2 separate regions of the Anas platyrhynchos genome follow, and region 2 is linked to region 1. A link is a contact called in public Hi-C data. All regions are on one chromosome and are shown on one strand. The core of a region is the stretch at or near the end of the contact, and the rest is flanking DNA. Distances in the headings are between cores, read along the strand shown.

What was found. A called contact is a pair of places that touch in the nucleus more often than the background predicts.
Region 2: a Hi-C map of F5 follicle shows a contact between it and region 1, with 5 times the contacts expected there. The contact joins the promoter of CHN2 here to the enhancer-like site in region 1. A contact is called at or near these places in 6 of 8 Hi-C or Micro-C datasets (F1 follicle, F5 follicle, liver and 3 more).

What each region holds. Positions count from the first base shown.
Region 1 is chr2:123,359,425-123,363,574 of IASCAAS_PekinDuck_T2T, reverse strand. The region is part of intron 3 of CHN2 (chimerin 2); the gene reads left to right. Among named protein-coding and RNA genes, the nearest start is that of CHN2, 83 kb to the left of the region's middle. Within about 2 kb of position 2,299, at least 4 of the 8 cell types and tissues checked have an H3K27ac peak or open chromatin away from gene starts, as enhancers often do. A contact at or near this core is called in F1 follicle, F5 follicle and small yellow follicle, where this site is marked.
Region 2 is chr2:123,442,914-123,447,063 of IASCAAS_PekinDuck_T2T, reverse strand. It overlaps CHN2 (chimerin 2), which reads left to right and starts at 2,122. Exons shown (of 13, transcript XM_038173738.2): 1 at 2,122-2,538. The coding sequence starts at 2,490.

The sequences.
Region 1 (4,150 bases), core at 1,050-3,549:
GCAGCATTTATAGCACTGATATGGATTGCTGTATTTATCTGCTGCTGTTGGGGATATTTGCCTCCCATTTAAATGACTCAACATATCAATCTTGGAAAAAGAGAGCATAGTTTAAATACTATATTTAAATTTTTCATCTAACATTCAAGGTAACATTGATCTTCCTTTTTACATTTAACGATGCCCTTAATGTGTAAGTGGAAACTGCATAACAAAATAGATGACTCCTGCTTTTGCTATTGAAGTTGTTTGAACCTGACCCTGTCTCCCCTGACTGTTTAGCATCAACCTTCTTGATTAAGATTTATTTCAATTTATTTTAGCTCATGTTCAGGAGCTCGTTATTTTATTAGGTCACAAAATATTTGGTTTTTCTTTTTTTTTCTATTCTTGTTCAATTATGATTTTCGCTGTTAGAGCTGAGTGTACACAGAAATGTATTCTGTTTTACTGACTGTAGCAGATGTCAGTGTTGGGGAAATTTTTATAACCTTCTGGAGTTTAAAGTGTTTTGTCTGCTGTATTGATTATTGTATACTGGACTGAGGGAGCTTGCTCAAGGTCATAGATAGGAAACTAACTCGAGTTAAAAATACCCTCATACGAGATGCCTTAGAGCTTTTGAAAGTTTTGCACACAAGCAAACAAACCAACCCGATTCTTGTTAAATTCTTTGTCTTCAAAAATGATAGAAATAACCTTGATGGAATGGAAAGCAGTGTTCAGTAAGTGCCACAGAAAGAATGAGAGCTGCTGAGCCTCCTGCGTTTCTTTGTGATGCATTGTCCTCCCAAGGAAGGATCATTATGAACCCTACCTTCTCTGTAGGATACAGCAAGCCATCAGACCAGAGAAGTTGTGTGGCTTTGAACAGCAGTTAATAAAAACATTCTTTTGAGTTCTTCACTTCTGTCATTCCTTTTGTGTTCTCCCTCAGAGTGAAGCATTCCAGTCCTGTATCCTCCCCAGCTGTGTAAGTTTTACAGCAGAATGTTTCGTTTGAAGATATCCAGCACAATTTGGCCCTTCACTGTGCTTGATAGATCTAAACTGTTTTATGCTATTTAGGTTAGGGGTGACATCACCTGAAGGCTTGGCCTTCTCCTCTACAGCACTCCATTCAGTCCACTGCCTTCTCCCTGCTGTCCTGAGAGCCTCACAGAGGTGGGCATGGACATTGTATAGCTGCAGTTTTATATGGGATTTATATAACCTATTCAGTTTGCTCCTTGATAATCTCGATCTCCCAAGAGCAGGTAGAGATAAGAAAGAGGATGTATCTTATATCTTGGCCCAAGGAGACTCCAGAGGTTGTCATCCCAACATCAAGAGGAGGTGTTTGCATATGTTCTTCCTAGAGCCTTCCACAGTTGAAGATTTCATGACCACCTCTGCTTACTTTTTTTAGTGCTTAATTATTTTTAACACTTTCCTAAGATCTAGACTCTATCATCCTTTTTGCAGCTTTACTTCTTGTCACGTCTAGTAAGAATACACTGAGCAGATTATTTTATTTCTCCATAAAGGCTGCTCTCATACCTGTCCGCTACAGCACCTCTCTGTCTTCTCTTCCTTAAGCTAATCTCTTTTCATATCTTTTACGTTTGCTGAATCCCTGCTCATTATGGTTATTAGTTCCAGTCTTCCTTGAGATGGGCCCAAAACTACATTCAGGATTCCAGCTAGAGGCTTTCTGAGTGAAAATTGCAAGGAGAGGATTACTCCAAGGTATCTTGTTGGCTGCATTCTTGTTTTCAAATCCCAGTGCTTTGAGTGGCATTCTGGTTTTGGTGGTTTTTGGAACAGACAGCATCAGTGATTCATGTTCACGTTATGATTTGTAATGATGCCAGGATGCTTTTCTGTGGAAACCTGTCTAGCTGTTGTCCCTCTGGTATTTTGAATGCTTTTGACATCTTGCTCCCAGCTACTCTCTTGTCTCAGCATCAGCACAGTCCCTCACCATCATATGGCTGTATGTGTATCCATCAAGTAGCCATAACACTGTCATCCCCACTGCTCTCTGACTAAGTGACAAAAGAAGCTGTAGACTTCCAAAACTGTTCATGTGATTTTTCTTTCTGGAGAGCCTCTGAAACATGGACAGTGCGGACGTAATATGCTCTGGTGCCTTATGCAGTGCTGATTTCTTTCTGAGGAATGTCTTTGTTCCTCCCTCATCACGTAGTCAAAATATATGAACAAACTCATGAAGTTATGTGGCCAGGATAGGCTAGTTGTATGAAGCCTGTCCTATCAGTCATACTGAATGCCATTGACTGGAAATCTTTGGGGAAAAGACCAGCTTTTCATGAGGTATGCACATACTAACTGCCTATAATTGGCCTGTCCTTGGTTGGGGAGTACAGATGTTACACTGCTGCTACTTCTACTTGGAAAATTATCAACAGGCCTTATGATGTGAGGCTTGTTGCAAGGACAAGAGTTGGTTTTCTCTGAAAACATTGATGGCAGCAAGCCTGAATAAGTAGTATCAAGAAAGTAGGCAAAAGGTAATAAAAAGGGGTAGATAAACTTTTCCTTGCAAAAAGAAATGTTTCCCAAGTTAACTTGCTTAAGAGGCATTGAAGTAAAATAATTTGTCCTATTTGGAGTGAGAGTTAGATATGTTAATTGATCTAAACAGATTTTTTTTAGAAAGATGGGGAGGCAAAAAAAATGTATTAAAGAAGTAATGAAACAAAACATAGTTTCTACTCCAGTACTGTTTTTACTATTGCGTGCTTACAATTTTCTGTAATCCTTTTCTGCTATTGATTCTGAGGCAATAGTTTGCATTTGGCAATTATGCCAAAAGCTGAACAATTCAGACTACATTTTCTTTATAGTCTGGGCTTCTTTTGAAGAATTCTCTTCCAATTCTTCTATTTCTCTTTTACTGAGCTGAAAATGGTATTTATGGCTAGTTAACTAGAAATACTGAAAAATAAATAACATTGTTCCAAACAGAAAAATGTTTAGATTGAACTTCCTTTGGGCAAATGCCTCACTGCCTGCAATAAAGTGACCACACTGACATTTTAAACTCTTGGATCTTATGTCTCTTCTCATTCTGTATAACGGGGAGATGAACAAAAAGCTATGCATGCACCTTATTGTTTCCTTTTCCTTTTCATACTCTCCTTATGGTTGTATTGAAGCAGTGGTTGAAATAGGTAGACCTACAATGCTATTGTGTGCTGGGCATTCTGAATTACAGACAGACTGCTGTCCTAGAGAGGGATTTTGGATTTCTTAGTTTTCATCCCAACATTTCTGTATTTCAGCTTTGGCCACTGAATAAAGAAATATGTCCTGTGCAATGAAGCTGAAGAGAAATTACATTTTTTTGGAAATTAGAGTTATCTTAGTTCTGTGATAGTACTTCAGCAGAAAGAATTCTTCAGGGCATCTTCAAATCTTCAGTGCAGTGTGGCTTGGATGTAGACGCTTGCAATGAAAATCTATCACATTAGGGCATACTTACCTCCTGCCTGCATGATTCCCAGTAGTTTTGTGATGAGTTATCTTGCAGAGTGGTGTAGGATTTTAATACAATAATCTGTACATTAGCAGGAGTATGTCACTCCAGGGTGAAACCATCCTGACCAAAAGAGGAGCCACAAATCCCAGGGCACTACAATTCAGTAAACTTCAAAATTATGTAAAGGTAATATATTGGATTAGCTTAGATAGCTAGTGTGTTTTTATGAAGAAGGCTTATTTCCTTCTCAGTGTTGTGTTTAAACCCCAGTACAACTGATTCCACACCTTGAATATGCTGTAATGTTGTAAAAAAAAAAAAAAAACAAAAAAAAAAAAACTTGTAAAACTAGACTAAGTGTACAAGTGAGTCTGTTTTCTGGGATGGGGAGAGGCAGTCTGGTTTGGCAGGCTGGGAGTCAAGGGAAGACTGTGCAGAGCCTCTCAAACATGCTCCTAAATGCTTTTGGAGAGAGCTGGCAGAGGTGTGCTGGGTTTCATTTGTCTTTGAGCGTGCTTCAGGATTAGATGTCTTTGAATGTTGCTGGCTTTGTAGGAGTACTGAACTCCTTACTGAAATTAATGATTTAAGGCTGTTTTACCATACTGCATGCTTCCTGATCAATATGACTATAGTTTTAAACAATTTTGGCATTCACTGATAATT
Region 2 (4,150 bases), core at 873-3,372, 84 kb before region 1:
ATCACCAGAACATTAACAATAAGCAAAGTCTTAAGCACTATACATTCAGATGGTACAAATGGAATGTAATTTTGGACAAGTATGCAGGTAGATTTATTTTTGCAATATTCATTAAAAGTAAATATATATATGTATGAATATAAAATCACTTCTTGAGGTCCTTCAATATCTACTTTCATAGCATGCTCCAGTTAAGAGGTTAGGGAGCACCCTCTTTCTTTTTGTCTGGGGTATCTTTCCCACGGATTCTACTAGTTTTGTTAACAACACTGTATGTCCCCAATCATATGACACAGTTATCTGACTGTTTCTGGAAACAGATGAGTGCAGGATTATGAAGAAGAAAAATGAAGACATGTGACAGACTATAGGAGACAAATTAGAAAGAAAGATACAGCAGGAGGAGCAGAAAAAATAAACATGTAAGAGATGAGTGAATACCACTTCATAACATGATGTACTCTATGAGTGAACAATTTACCATTACAGTCTTGACATTTACCATATTGCATAGCATACTACAATATTTTTCAACATCCCAGGTTTCAGCCTCCTTTTATGACCTAATCCAGAAGACAAAAGAACCCTCTGTCTTTCTCTTTTTTTTTTTTCTTTTTTTTTTTCCCCAGCATTTAATCTTTAAAACGCGTGACACAAAATATTTGGCCAAGGACCAAAAAGCAGTGACACGCCTGTAGCATTTTTCTGTGTGTCAGGCGGTAATTTCCAGATTAATAAGAGTTAGCGCCAAAGCTGGTTGTAAAGGTTTCTGCCTCTCACATGGCGTGAACTACCATTACAAAAGCAAGCCTGGAAAAGCAAGTCGCACCAGACGCGCCCCCGAGCTCCATGCGGGACTCCCGATGGGGTCGGAGCCCCGCACCGCTGCCGGCCGGGGCTGCGGGGATGGCGGGCACCGGCTGTGCGCTGGCCGCTAGAGGGGGTCTCGACACCTTTTTTCCCGAGGAGACGTGGGACCCGGCTGGCTGGTGCAGCGAGCCCGGGTTTTATTTTGGCACCAGGAGGAGGGGAAGGGGCTGGGTGCGGGTGACAGCCAGGGCACGCAGTTTGCACGATCATTGGAAAGCTGTGCGGCTGGGTGGATAGGGCTTGACTTGCCGGGGAAACTTTAATGCGATTCCTCACTCGTCCCGAAGTAACTTTATTTTATAGCCTCTCTGTTATGAAACATGGAAGGCTTTCATAAATCATCATCAAGGCAAATGGGTTAGAGGCTTCTTGCAGATCACATGCCAACAGGACTTGCCATGCCGCTCGGCTTTTGACAACCATCTGACAGCTGACCACCTTCCTGCTGCCTTTTTGCCCTCATTTAATAAAATGAGATGGAAGCTTTGGCTGGCAATAAAGCGCTGCGAAGGGAACATAAAGAGCGGTCAGCAGAGAGGAGCTTTCAACTGATGCTTTCTTGGCTCGTCCTCTTAGGAAGTCGCCCATTAAGAGGCAGGCCAGTGCCCTCAGCACGGCTGACAGGCACCCCCGGGGGGGTGTCTTCTCCTCCCCCCCCTTCCCCGAGCCGCCGGGCCCCAGCTGCGGTCGCCCCCCCACACCACCTGCGGCCCCTGCAGGGCTCAGGGAGAGCCCAGGAGTGGCAGTGAGAGCCGGGGAGCGGCAGTGAGAGCCCGGGAGCGGGAGGGTGTGGGCTTCTTTTTTAAGAAAAAGGAAGCCATGTGCGGAAAAATAAAAATTAAAAAAAAAAAAATGAAGAAAAGTGAGGGTGAGAGGTGCCAGGCGGAGGAGGAAAGCAGCAAGCAGACAAAGGGCTGCCACATGCCCTGCCCCAGGTGCGCAGCCCCGCTGATGGGGGCGCAGAGCCCCCCTCGGCGGCAGCGCCGTGCCGAGGCGCTCAACAGGCTCCGGCGGGGGCACGGGCACCGGCACCGGGTAGGATCAGCTCCGGCCACCAGCCCCGTGCAGGTTTGGGGCTCGGCCGCTGCTCGGTGGGGCCACCGGGACTCACCGGAGCGGGACCCCCCCTGCCCGCCGCCGCTTCCTTTGTGTGCGCGGGGGGAGCGGCGGCGGGTCCCCCCCGGCGGGCTGTCAGCGCTGCCCGCCAGGAGGCGGGGAAGGGAAGGGACGGGAAGGGAAGGGAGGAGGAGGAGGTGGAGGAGGAGGGAAGGCGAGGCAAGGCAAGGCAAGGCGCAGGCAGGCAGGCAGGCAGGCAGGGCGGCTCTCCCGTCCCCGCCGCGAGGTGACCCCGCTCCCCGTGCGGAGAGGGGCGCTGGAAGCCCCGCGGGGTCTTTTGCCGGCCCCTCCGAGCGGCTTCGCCCAGCCCAGCCCCGCGGCGCGGCCGGCAGCGCCCCGGCGGGGCTCCGCCGCCTGCCGCTCCCCGGCGGCGCAGGAAGCGGGGCGCGGGCGGCGGCACTTGGCCATGGGCTGGCGGCAGCAGCGGCCGGGCGGCAGCGGGGCACCGCGCGGGGCTCGCAGCTAAGGGGCGAGGAGGAGGAGGAGGAGGAGGAGGAGGGACCATGGCAGCATCCAGTAACTCCAGTCTGTCCGGCTCGTCCGTTTCCTCCGGTAAGTTTCGCCAGCGGTGTCTCCCCTCCTTCCATTTTTACCTGTCCGCAGCTCGCCGTCCCGCCCGCCCCGGGCTCCGCCGAGATGCCCCCCCCTGTTCTCCCCGATCCCCCTGCGGGGGCGGTGGGGCTCGGCTCGCACCCCCCTCCAACCTTTCCCCCCCTGCTTTTGTGTGGGGTCAAAGAGGGGGGTGTCAGCCACCCCCTCGGCAGGGCACGGGGAGAGCCCTCCGGCTCTCACGGGCACGTTTTGGGGGGCAGTGGGTGGCCGGGGGACATTCGGGGACCGCCTCGCCCCCCTGCACTCCCCCCGGGCACAGCGCGCCCCTCGCAGGGCACTGCCACTGGGGCTCCCCCCGGCCGGGGGTCGCGGCACCCAGGGCGTTTCGAACCACTTTAAAATACCCGCAACTGGTTCCCGGTTGAAAAGGAACTCAGTAACTAGCTAAAAACGCTCCGGGTGAAAATATAAAATAAATTACAGGCGCGGGGGCCGTGCGGGGGGCTGAGGATGCGCTGCGTGCCCTGGGGCTCGGTGGTGGTGGCATGGGGCTGGCATCCCGCCTAACGCCGGGAAACAGAAAAGTTGCGTCTGTGAGCGAGGCGGTCTGAAATGGAAAGCCTTGGTATAATAGTACCGCCGTCTGCTTCTTAGCTCATTGAGTTGTTATTTTAATGTGTGAGTGATAGTAGACCGAAGGAATTGGCAGGGAGCATATCCTCAGCGTTATCCTGGCGTTTATTGGGCTGAAGGAGTAAATAGAGGGATGAACAACTTTGGGGTTCAAAGGACTTGTGACTCAGTGTTTTATGTGAGGTGCCAGACTGAGAATTTGTAAAAGCTCTTTTTAAACATAGCAATATGTGCTGTGAAAAGCAGACAAGCTCCTTTGGCTATCAATACAACTGTAGAAAATATAAATAAATTTAAAAAGCAATGAACAAATGTTTCTTTTAAAGATGGTGTATGACTTACACAACTTACTATATGTGTCCCTGTTCCAGTATGTGCCACTTACAGCCAGATCCAAAGAAGGAACTGGCTCCTTAAAATACATATTTATTCCAACCCTTTTACTAGCAAACACTAACACTGCAAGCCCTGATTGCCTTAACCAGAAAGCACGTAAAAGAAGTAGGCATGAGAAATTGTGTTGTGTTCACATTCATGATGCAAGAGTCGCAAGACCGGAATGAAAACAAGCAAGAGTCAACCCAACTCAGTAGCCTACTAGTTAAGGTCCTCATCCAGGAAATGTGACTTTTATTTGATGGATTGTGTATGTGATTTTTACATCTGTTATGTGAAAAACTTAGAAATAACCCTAAAAAGCTGGATTGGAACCCATGATTCTCCTCCTTGGTGATCTAAGCATTAAGCTGCAGAAGCCTGTTCCCTGTGTGCTTTGCTTCTGTGCTCCATGAGTCTCCAAGACTTTCTGGCACGTTGTGCCAGCCTCTGAGAAACACTGCTCAGCACAGGCTTCTGAATCCCCTCTGGCTGTACTGAGTCAGGCCCCAGGATCCATCCAACACTGAGCCCTTGCAGTCTGGGTTCAAATGCCTGATCTGAAAAGAAGAGTGGGAGTTCAGAAACGTAAGTCTGGGCATTT